Regions from separate parts of the Anas platyrhynchos genome. Here all the other regions are linked to region 1. Evidence: chromatin contacts called from public Hi-C data. All regions are on one chromosome and are shown on one strand. The core of a region is the stretch at or near the end of the contact, and the rest is flanking DNA. Distances in the headings are between cores, read along the strand shown. Region 1 has its middle 17 kb from the start of CSRNP1. Region 2 has its middle 96 kb from the start of XIRP1. Region 3 has its middle 76 kb from the start of XIRP1.

Region 1 (3,185 bases), core at 560-3,059:
TGCAGCAAAATCCCTCTGCTCAGCAACCCTCTTCACATCCCTTCTACCCTTTCTTGGGTTATTCACCAGGTTTGGCTGAGATCATAATAAAACATCAGTGATTTCACCCAGGGACTCTGAGCCCCTGTTTTTGCGTGAATTCAGCCTTCAGTGGATGGTTGGGACAAGCCCACCTGGAGCACACAAGATTTCCAATAAAAGCTACGTTCCTATTAGGCAAACTGTGGGGTCAGTGAAGGGAGGCAGAAGAAAACACAAGAAGGCAGTTTTTGTCCTTTGATGAACTAAAACCCATCTTTTAGGAGTATTTGGGGCATCCCTCAACCATCCTCTCCCCCTGGAATGAGGACGAGCATTTGGAAATGCAGGATTTTGGTTTCGCTCCTTTTCCATTTCAACCCACTCGTGCCCTGCCTCTCTTAAGGGACACAGCGGTATTTTTGCAAAAATCCCAGCTCTTTGGGAGCGCTGTTTCTGCTCGCCAAAAGCCACTAGAGGGCATTGGCAAACCGGAGGAACGCTTACCGCACTTCTCACCGGCTGCTAAAGAAGTTTTGCGGGCTGAGAGTGATAAAAAGGCATGGATACAGCCTTGCACTCTGTCCTTTGTGTTTGCTCCCAGACAACGCCGATAAGCACCCGGGAGCTGCCTCTAGCTGCTCTTGCCCAGAGGTCTGATTGGCAACCAGATAAGCCCTGCTTAAACCCTCGGTGAGCGCAAACGAAAACGAAAACCAGCAGCGTTTCTTCAAGGCTTGCAGAAGGGCTGGAGCCCCAGCTGTGTCTGCAGCTCTTTGCTTTATCAGGCTGCCCATGGCAATGCCCCCTCTGTGCTCAGTTGTTGGCACTTCTCCTCTTCTGACAGGGAAAAAAAGCCAAACAAACTAAGAAGCTTGCCTGCCCTTTAATATTAGTGAGTGGTTCTTGCTCCTTTTAAGACAGCACGTGTGGTTTCTGCCGCGATGGCAAGTTCAGCTTCTCCCTGAAGGAGCCTAAATCCATTAAACTTGATGGGCTGACAGCTCTTGAATTTCACCTAGGAGCCAAGTGAGAGCAGCCAGCTGGTTGCTGAGATTTTGCCCTGACTGTATCTGATCAGAGGCCTTGGGGAATTTTTTATCAGTAGAGCCCCTCAAACCACTTCCAACCCCCCTTGGATGCTGAGAGGTGAAGGCGTCCAGTCCCAGCTGGCTTTGGGGTGCCTGATGCCTGGGGTTGGGTCTATCTCTGCATGCTCAGTGCCTGGGCCACGAATGGTTTTAGGGATGTCACACATGACCCCAAATTCCCCATCACTTTTCATCCAGCAGACCCAGGGACCTCCAGGGATGCTGCTGCTCCTTGGGCTGAAAACACTCGAGCACCACGTTAACAATTCAACCACATGTATGAGCGACATCCCATGCTCAGCGCTGTTCCTTGTCGGTGCTTAAGTAGCTAATAGACACAACCCCAAACATTTATATCCCAATATGACAGCAGACAAGGGCTCTTCCTGCTTTTTCCTGCAGCTGCACAACCGCCCCTGCTCTCCAGGGAGCAGCCGTGGGTTTTTCCAGGGAGAAACCTGCTGTCAGCCTGCTCTGAACTTTGCTCCTTTAACGCCTCCTCATGCAGCAGCCCAGAGGTTAAACATCACGCCGCAGCCACAGGAGCAGGAAAACAACGTGTTGGAGACTGCTCGGGATCATTATCCCATCCCCGGTGCTAAGAAGAGCCTTTCTTTCCGGGTTCCTGTGATGGGAACAGCTTGTGCTGCTCAGCCCTGATTTATGACGCAGGGTAGGAGGGTGGTGGCGGCCAGGCAGCACGCACACGGTGCTTCCCTCATGCCCTCTCGGTCTCTGAGAGCCCTGTGGGAGTGGCTTGGTCTTGAGCAGCCTAAGCAAAGCTGTAATCCGACCTTGGGAGCACGTGGAAAGCGCTGTGCTTCCCATGGGTTTTATTGCGTGACGGTACCGAGTCTCACAGCGATGTAATATCCAAGAGTATGGGGCAAAAGCCACTGGGCACGGTAATACAAGGCTCATATCTAATGTTGCCAGCCTTGTCTCCAAAGCTGGGTGGTGAGGACACAGCTAAAACCCTCTAGATTTTGGAAAATTGGTGCATCCCACGTCCTGAGGTGGAGCAGAAAAAGGAGATGCCTGTGGCTGCAAGGGACATCTGGAGTGGTCCCACCACATGCAGGGTGCTCTGGAGAGGCACGAGACTGGCTACAACGCCTTGAGCTGTTTGGTAGTGCTGTAAATGCTGAGAAACACAGCTCTGGGATCACTGAAGGGATCAAATCTAAGGGTCAGTGCTACCAGGGATGTCTGAGGACATTCCAACCCATCCTGCTGCTGCTTCGGAAGATCACAGCTCTCCTGAGGCCCCAAGTCATCCCCACCAGGATGTTCAGGCTACAGACATCTCATCCAAATGATTTCTATGATTCTATCACTTAAAGACCACAAAGTTCTCTATTTACTCCAAAGAGTAACTTAACTCTCCTCCAGCTGTGGACACACACACCAGGTGAGGGCATCCTCACCCATCCTCCAGACCCAGGCAGATCATTTAAGCCTTATTTTAATTTTTTAATAGAAAAACCCAGTGAAATGCACAATTCTTGGTCCCGTGGAGAAGTGCTTCTCCAAGCTGGAGCTCAAGCTGCTGCCCAGTAGATGGCAATGCTGCCGTTCACTCCGCAGCAGTCTCAGTGGCCTGAAGCAAACTGATGGAAATGTGCAGATCGAGCAGTATAAAAACTCCTAATAGTTGTAGCTGTGAAGGAGGAAACCTAGTTCTTTCTATTAATGGCTTATCTGAATTCTCACTCCAGCCAGCCCTCTGACAAGAGATGAATTTTCACTGCTTTCTAGGAAGAAAACGCTAGAGAGAAAACTCTGAAGCCTTACATTGACTTACATTTCTTCTCTACAATTAACATCACCCATTTCCTGAGATGCTGAGGACTTGAAGTCCCTCCGGATATGGATGGCCACAGAGGGGCCCTCACAAGGATCAGAAATCAAACAGATTTTATGCCCATGTGTAGTTTTGGTCGAATTGGTGGAGAGGACGCTTGTGGGATCCTTATGGTGTGATGAGGAGTTCTGTGATGCTGGATGTCAGTACCCAAAAAAAAATAAGGAATAACTGCAGAACATATGTATACTTATAACTGCAGAATATATATA
Region 2 (3,195 bases), core at 271-2,770, 170 kb after region 1:
CACCTGGCCTTTTGTTCACAGAAGTCTGCGAACCGTGCATGTGAGAGCTCACCCACTTTGGGATACTTTTTACCACTGGGCTGGGAACAAGGAAGCCCGAAGAGTCTCCCAGCTCCTCAGTTCTCATCCTTCCAAGCACCCAGGAAACTATATTAGAAATAATGAGATGATCTTATGAGTGACCTCAAACACTTCACTGTTGAAAATCAGATAATCCTTTGCTGGCTGTCCCACCTGTTTCCCAAAATACATCCCCCATATGCTTGCACATCTGGGGAGCAACCTTCAGCAGCAGCCACATGGATCCCATTTCCCTCGCCCTGATGTCGGCGGAATGGCAATAGGTTGGAAGCAGTAAGGCGAAGGAACGTGAGAGCTCTTGATCTGAGCAGCAAAAAGTAAATCTTGGACAGCTCTGGGGTTGACCTCACTGTAAGCTGGATGCTTAAAAAGCACTGAGATGGATGAGGGCAAATTTCCAGCTCAACTTGTCAAAACTAGGCGGCACAACTAACCCAGCTGCATGCAGAAAGTATTGAGGTGGTGGCTTTTGTTATTTCAACCCATATTGGTTATTTTTTGTCCCACTTCTCTATTATGTGCCTCAACCCCATCAAAGTCTGCTGATTCTTCTTTGTTATTTCATAGAACAAATTCACAGTTTTTGGACCAAATGATCATGTGGAGGAAAGGGCAGGGTCTCAGAGGGACTTTGCTATATCAGAAGACTCTTAGAAACCACTGCTTGAGCTAATTTCCCCAAAACTACCTTGCTATCTCTTTGAAGAGGTGAGCCAGCAGGATATTTCTTACAGTGTTTCCTTAAATGTATGCTTTTTATCTCTTTTTTCTTTCTTATTCTTCTTTTTTTTTTTTTCCCTGTTGGGTATTCCAGCATCAGCCCCCGTGGAGGATGAGAACTGCCACAATTCTCTCACATATCATTATGTCACGCTAAGAGCCCGGACCGTAACTGTAAGTCCTCTGCTGGGAATTGCCTCAAATCCTGCTTTCTGCAGAAGTGATGCAGAGGGCAGCAAGGATGCCCAGTGTTAAATGTAGGCGACGGGAGGCTCCCATGTGAGAACAGACTGAACGGATTTGGGTTCTTCCTCTGAAGTGAAAGATTTCTGTGAGAATATGGTATTAGAGCTTGTAAAATCATGAATAGGGAGGGAAAGATGTATATTAAACAATTATACCCAGGACCACTGAGAAAATTTGCAATTAAGCACATTTTAGACGTAAAACAAAATGTTTTCCCAAGTGCATGGAATTCACCTGTGGAACTCATTGCTGTGCGATGGCCAAATGTTTCAGCAGAAATTCAGATCTTTAGGGGGGGTATATCAATTAACATCTACTGATCTCCATCCTCGTGAGTCCTAAACCGCTGGCAACAGCAAAGGAGGGCTTTGGGGACAGCCTGAGGACAGGACGTGGTGGCCTCTGCCAGCTTCACCGCTGCCCCGGCGAGGCACGGCGTGCTAGCTGCAGCTCACTGTGTACTTTTGCGAGGATCCCTGGAGCAGCAGAAGTTGGTACTAAAGTTCAGCTGTAACAGGAGCTTTGTTTAGCGGTGCTGGGACCAGAAGGTCAGCAGCAGCTGCTCTGCCAGGGTTTAACGCTTTGTTCACCTCCGCGCGCTCGCCCGTGCAGAGTTTCCTGTTCCCTGGGCAGTGCAAGGAAGAACCTTCTGTTATTTTGTTAGCCCCTATTATTCATCAACTTTTAACGCCGAAAAGCCGAGCCGCGTGCGGCTCCGTTGTGCTGTAAGACAGCAGCCAGCAGCAGTTCCTCGCTGCTTTTTCCCAAGCAACCAGGAAATTTCGCAGCTTGTATTTTTGCAAAGTGCTGTTCAAATGATGGCAGCTCTTGAGAGCCACGGGGATGCACCACTGTCAGGATATTTAAATCAGGGCAAACTTCAAGTGCCAGAATAAAGGCTCACATTGCAGGAGATAAGTGTAGCAATGCAGAGCACTCAGCTGCTATTTTGCAGCCTAGATCCCACCTAATTATTTTTTTCTTTTTGAGCAACTGCAGGGCTGAGGAGTCCGTGTGTTAACCTGGCAGAAGCCGGGGAGAGTTCAGAGGTGACTATAAATGAGCAGACAGCCCTCTAGGAGGCCATTTTGTGAAGTGTCTTGAGCACATGATGGACAGCAAGGTCTTCCCTGACTTCCAGCCCCGATTCAGGGCATGATCCTGGCTGCAGATGCCAGCCGGGTGGGCACGAGTCCCTTTTCCAGCCCTGAGGACGTGTGGTACAGGAGCACCGCTTGTGTCTATGCCACTGATGTCATCTATGGCACAGATGTCTTGTCCTTCAAAACAGACGTGCGATCATGTCCCTGTGACAACTCCCACACTGTGCCTGGGCATCACCTGGGAAATGCCAGCACATTCGTACTGTGCTCACTGCCTAATAATACAGACACCCTCGTGCTGCTGGGGGGGACCTTCATATTTCAGCACTGAGTTGAGGTGGTGCATGTACCCTCTGGCTGCTCTCAAACCCAAATTTCTCCTCCCAGCCTGGTAACACACGTGTTTCCAGCAGCTCCTGAGAGGCCAACCCAGCCCTGCTCCAACACACGTGCCAAAGCCTCTGTAGCTCTGATCCCCCCTGGCAGAGACATCCCCAAGTGTGGCAGCACGCCACGTCCTGTGCGTACAGCCAAGGCATCTTGGAGGAGATAAAACTACAGCAAACCCCAGCGGCTCCCCAAGCTTTTACCCACCCTGCCAGGCCACCACCACGTGTCTCCCCCCGCTGAGCTGCCCTCCAGGTCAGCCCGTCTCATATCACAGCTCTCCAGCAGCCCCTGCCTGATGGCTCAGCAACAGCCCCAGGAGCTGCAGTCCTAAATTATACTGCTTTGTTATGGTTATAGTCTTTTATTCTCCAGGCTCTTTGCTGAACAGCCGTGACACTTTGACCAGAAACCTCAAAGGACTCCAGCTACTTAGAATCTGCCTCTCCTCTTCACTGGGGTTTGCTGGTGTGAGACTTCCCTGGGGATTTACTGTTTATTCTTCCCACAGCGCCTTATCAAGCTGGATCAGCATGTTCAGATGAGAGCATTGTAATGTTGGCTATGTCACATCCAGGGTTCCTCAAATCCCAGCTCGGCACTACTCACTACCATCTCCTGTGTCAGGTCTTGGACCTCCGTGCTATTTTGTAAAGTG
Region 3 (2,974 bases), core at 314-2,813, 190 kb after region 1:
CTGCAGCTTGTGTTTGGGATAAAGCATGTGCACAAGTAAGGAGGGTCCTGGGGGAAGGCAGCCAGCTATGGATGCAGCAGCTGGCTCCAGGAGCACCCATGGGTCCCGCATTCAGGGTTTAAGACAGCCTGGTAGTCACAGAGTGGTGGTTTCATGGGGCACAGCCTCCAGATGCTGTTCCACCAAACCTTTCCCACATCACCTGCTGCCACACCAGAGAGAGCTGCAATTGTCTGCACTCCCCTTCCTCCCAGGATGGCTTCACCCGATCACATCAACTGTTTTCTCTGGCCTGCTTCTTTCCCAGCAAATCCACCTCTTTGTTTCTGCAGAGACTCAAGCTGCAACATTTGGAGGTGATTATTTCTGAAATCAGGGTTAGCACAGCAAAGCAGAGCTGAGATCACCACCACCCTGCCTTTCCCAAGTCTGTGTTCAGGAATACAGCTTGATCCAAATCTCTGGATTTTCGTACTGTGGGCAAAACTGTAGTTTAAACTGTCCTGGACCAGATTTTACTTCTTTCCCTGAATAAACTGAAAAGGTTTTCTTCAGAGCCAAAATAAAATAAAATAAAATGCAGCAGTTAAAAATAAAGCTCTGAGTCTCACCAATAACAGAGCACAGCAAGTATTTCCATCAAATAGTAATGCATTACATACGGACTCAGGGCCCTACTCTCCCTTTGAAGATCATGGGAATTTTGCCATTTATTTCTGTATAAAAAAATAAAATGCTGAATGCTCAGCATGAGTCTGGTTGGCTGCTGACTGAAACACTTTGCAAAGTGAAATCATCCTAGGTTTTCTGTCCAAGAATGGCTGCCTTCGTGGATTCTTACACCAGTCATGTGGAAAAGGCCAATGTGTTGGGAGATGGATGGCTTGAAAGCAAGCTGATGGAGTCCCTTTGTCCACCTGTTGGCTGCTGGTGACATGTATGGCACCTTGGTGATGTCAAAAGGGCTGTCGGATGACTTCCTTCCCTTTGTCCCCATAATGTGGGGAATGGTTTTGGAGCACTGCCTTCTCACTGCATGTGGGGAATATGGAGACAGAGAGGTGAAATGGCAGCCCACGGGAGACACCAGAATGATATGTGGGACTACAGATTTTCCGGGTTGAAGTCACCTTGCTCTGCATCAAACTGGTTATCCTACCAAAGCCTGGGTGAAGATCAGCGTGAGACACAAATGCTCAGAGTATGCAACCAGAATTCAAGATGTGAATGAGGAATTGAGACTTCCTATAACCCTGGGCTGCCAGATCCTTGTTCCCCACCCAGTCAATGGAGAAAAGCAGAGGAATTAAAGGATCCCAGAAAGTCTCATACCTCTCTCTCCTGCCTGACATAGGGGTGCACACACCAGCTGGCAGTCTGAAATGCTCTTTTGAACTGCAATGACGTTGAAAACATTTCAAATACAGCCTTTAATCTGATCCCCTGTCATCTCTTATCTGACCAACAATTTCAACACATAAAAGTTCTGCTAAAACCCAAACATATATTGCTTCCCCTCCACCCATCTTCAGCTAATGATTAATGTGCTCTGGGAGCAAACGGGAGAAGCTGATCTTTAATGAGCAAAGAAGCTGTTGCAAAACACATCTCGAGCCCTGCAGGCTGCCAGCAGTTTTGTTTTGAGAATAGCGCCGACTTCACAGCCTTTACTCTCTGCAAGCACCAAGATTTTGTGGCAGGGACCAAGAGGTCTGCTTGAAACTTCCCCAGATCAGTTTGTTTTCTTGTGTTCAGAAGTGATCTATTCTTGATATTGAAAGTCTGAGCCCAGATTGTGCCATTTAGTCATTAATGTTGGTATATAGCAAAAACTGTAACAGTAAATAGCAGATTTCCTTCCCTTCTTTGCTCCCGTTGGAACTTTAGCTGAAACCAAAGATCTTTCAACTTCCTGTTGTCCTTCTCCAAACAGAGAAGGAAAACCCAAACAGCTCATTTGCAGGGGAGTTCCAAACAAGGTGAAAACACAATCTTTGCCAGAGCAGTGGAATAAAAATTTCATATATACTGAGAGAAAAATCTTCCCATTCCTTCCTCAGCCTCTCTTTGTGATGGGTTCAGCAGAAGGCCTAGCCCAATACTGGCCTTGAGTCACCCAACAAATGCTGGTATCACGTTCCTCAGATCAGCTAAGGCACCCAAAAGGATTAGCTCCCATGTACCACCTTTCTATAAACATCCTTATCTTATTCAAGGGAGCTCTGGGCTTTACCTTTGGTAACCCAGCCTTGCTTTGTATCCCATTTTGCACTTTCCTACAGGCTTGAAATTACTATCCCCTTCAAAAATTTTCCAGTGGCTGCCTGGATAACTCTCTTATTATCATAGGCACTTCACAACCCTCTCACCAACGAACTAGTCTGATGTTCCTCATATTGGTTTAGCTGTCCCAGGAGACCTAGGGTTTATATTGCCTGGCTGAAAACAAACTAGAAGTAAAAAAGTAAGAAGCAATTCAGTCTGAGGACAGGAAAGTTTAAAGAAATGAACAGATTCAATGAGAAGCTCTGAATAAAGCCAAATAGGAAAAGAAGCAAGTCAGTCCTAAAGGCTACTACTACTACTAATAGTACTACTACTAATAATACCAATAATAATACTAATACTACTAAAAGGCTACTAATTCTACTACTAATTTGACAAAAATGGCAAGAGTCAGAGCAAACGTAGAAGGGATTTTGCAGTGATCTGAAGTTAAAAATAGTAAGAACAACAACAAACTGGTGGCTTGCAGGAAAAGGGAATGAGGAGATGAATGAGACTGTTAAGACTGAAAAGAGGTGAGATGCAGGTGATTTGGGGAAGGGAGCTAGCTGGAACGAGCGTACTAAAATTCAGCGATGTTTTTTTGTTTTTCCTGGCAGAGCTCATTCAGGTAGATCACAGCACCACATTCTGAGGTCCCACAGACCTTGTACAGTGGGGAACATGGCACAAACTGGGCCAAGTGGCT

Evidence for each region. A called contact is a pair of places that touch in the nucleus more often than the background predicts.
Region 2: a contact with region 1 is called in a Hi-C map of skeletal muscle, with 6 times the contacts expected there. The contact joins two enhancer-like sites. A contact is called at or near these places in 3 of 8 Hi-C or Micro-C datasets (skeletal muscle and subcutaneous adipose tissue).
Region 3: a Hi-C map of skeletal muscle shows a contact between it and region 1, with 5 times the contacts expected there. The contact joins two enhancer-like sites. A contact is called at or near these places in 2 of 8 Hi-C or Micro-C datasets (skeletal muscle and subcutaneous adipose tissue).

The regions. Positions count from the first base shown.
Region 1 is chr2:154,094,787-154,097,971 of IASCAAS_PekinDuck_T2T, forward strand. No RefSeq gene overlaps it. Among named protein-coding and RNA genes, the nearest start is that of CSRNP1, 17 kb to the right of the region's middle. Within about 2 kb of position 1,810, at least 8 of the 8 cell types and tissues checked have an H3K27ac peak or open chromatin away from gene starts, as enhancers often do. A contact at or near this core is called in subcutaneous adipose tissue, where this site is marked.
Region 2 is chr2:154,264,776-154,267,970 of IASCAAS_PekinDuck_T2T, forward strand. No RefSeq gene overlaps it. Among named protein-coding and RNA genes, the nearest start is that of XIRP1, 96 kb to the right of the region's middle. Within about 2 kb of position 1,521, at least 4 of the 8 cell types and tissues checked have an H3K27ac peak or open chromatin away from gene starts, as enhancers often do.
Region 3 is chr2:154,285,033-154,288,006 of IASCAAS_PekinDuck_T2T, forward strand. No RefSeq gene overlaps it. Among named protein-coding and RNA genes, the nearest start is that of XIRP1, 76 kb to the right of the region's middle. Within about 2 kb of position 1,564, at least 1 of the 8 cell types and tissues checked has an H3K27ac peak or open chromatin away from gene starts, as enhancers often do. A contact at or near this core is called in subcutaneous adipose tissue, where this site is marked.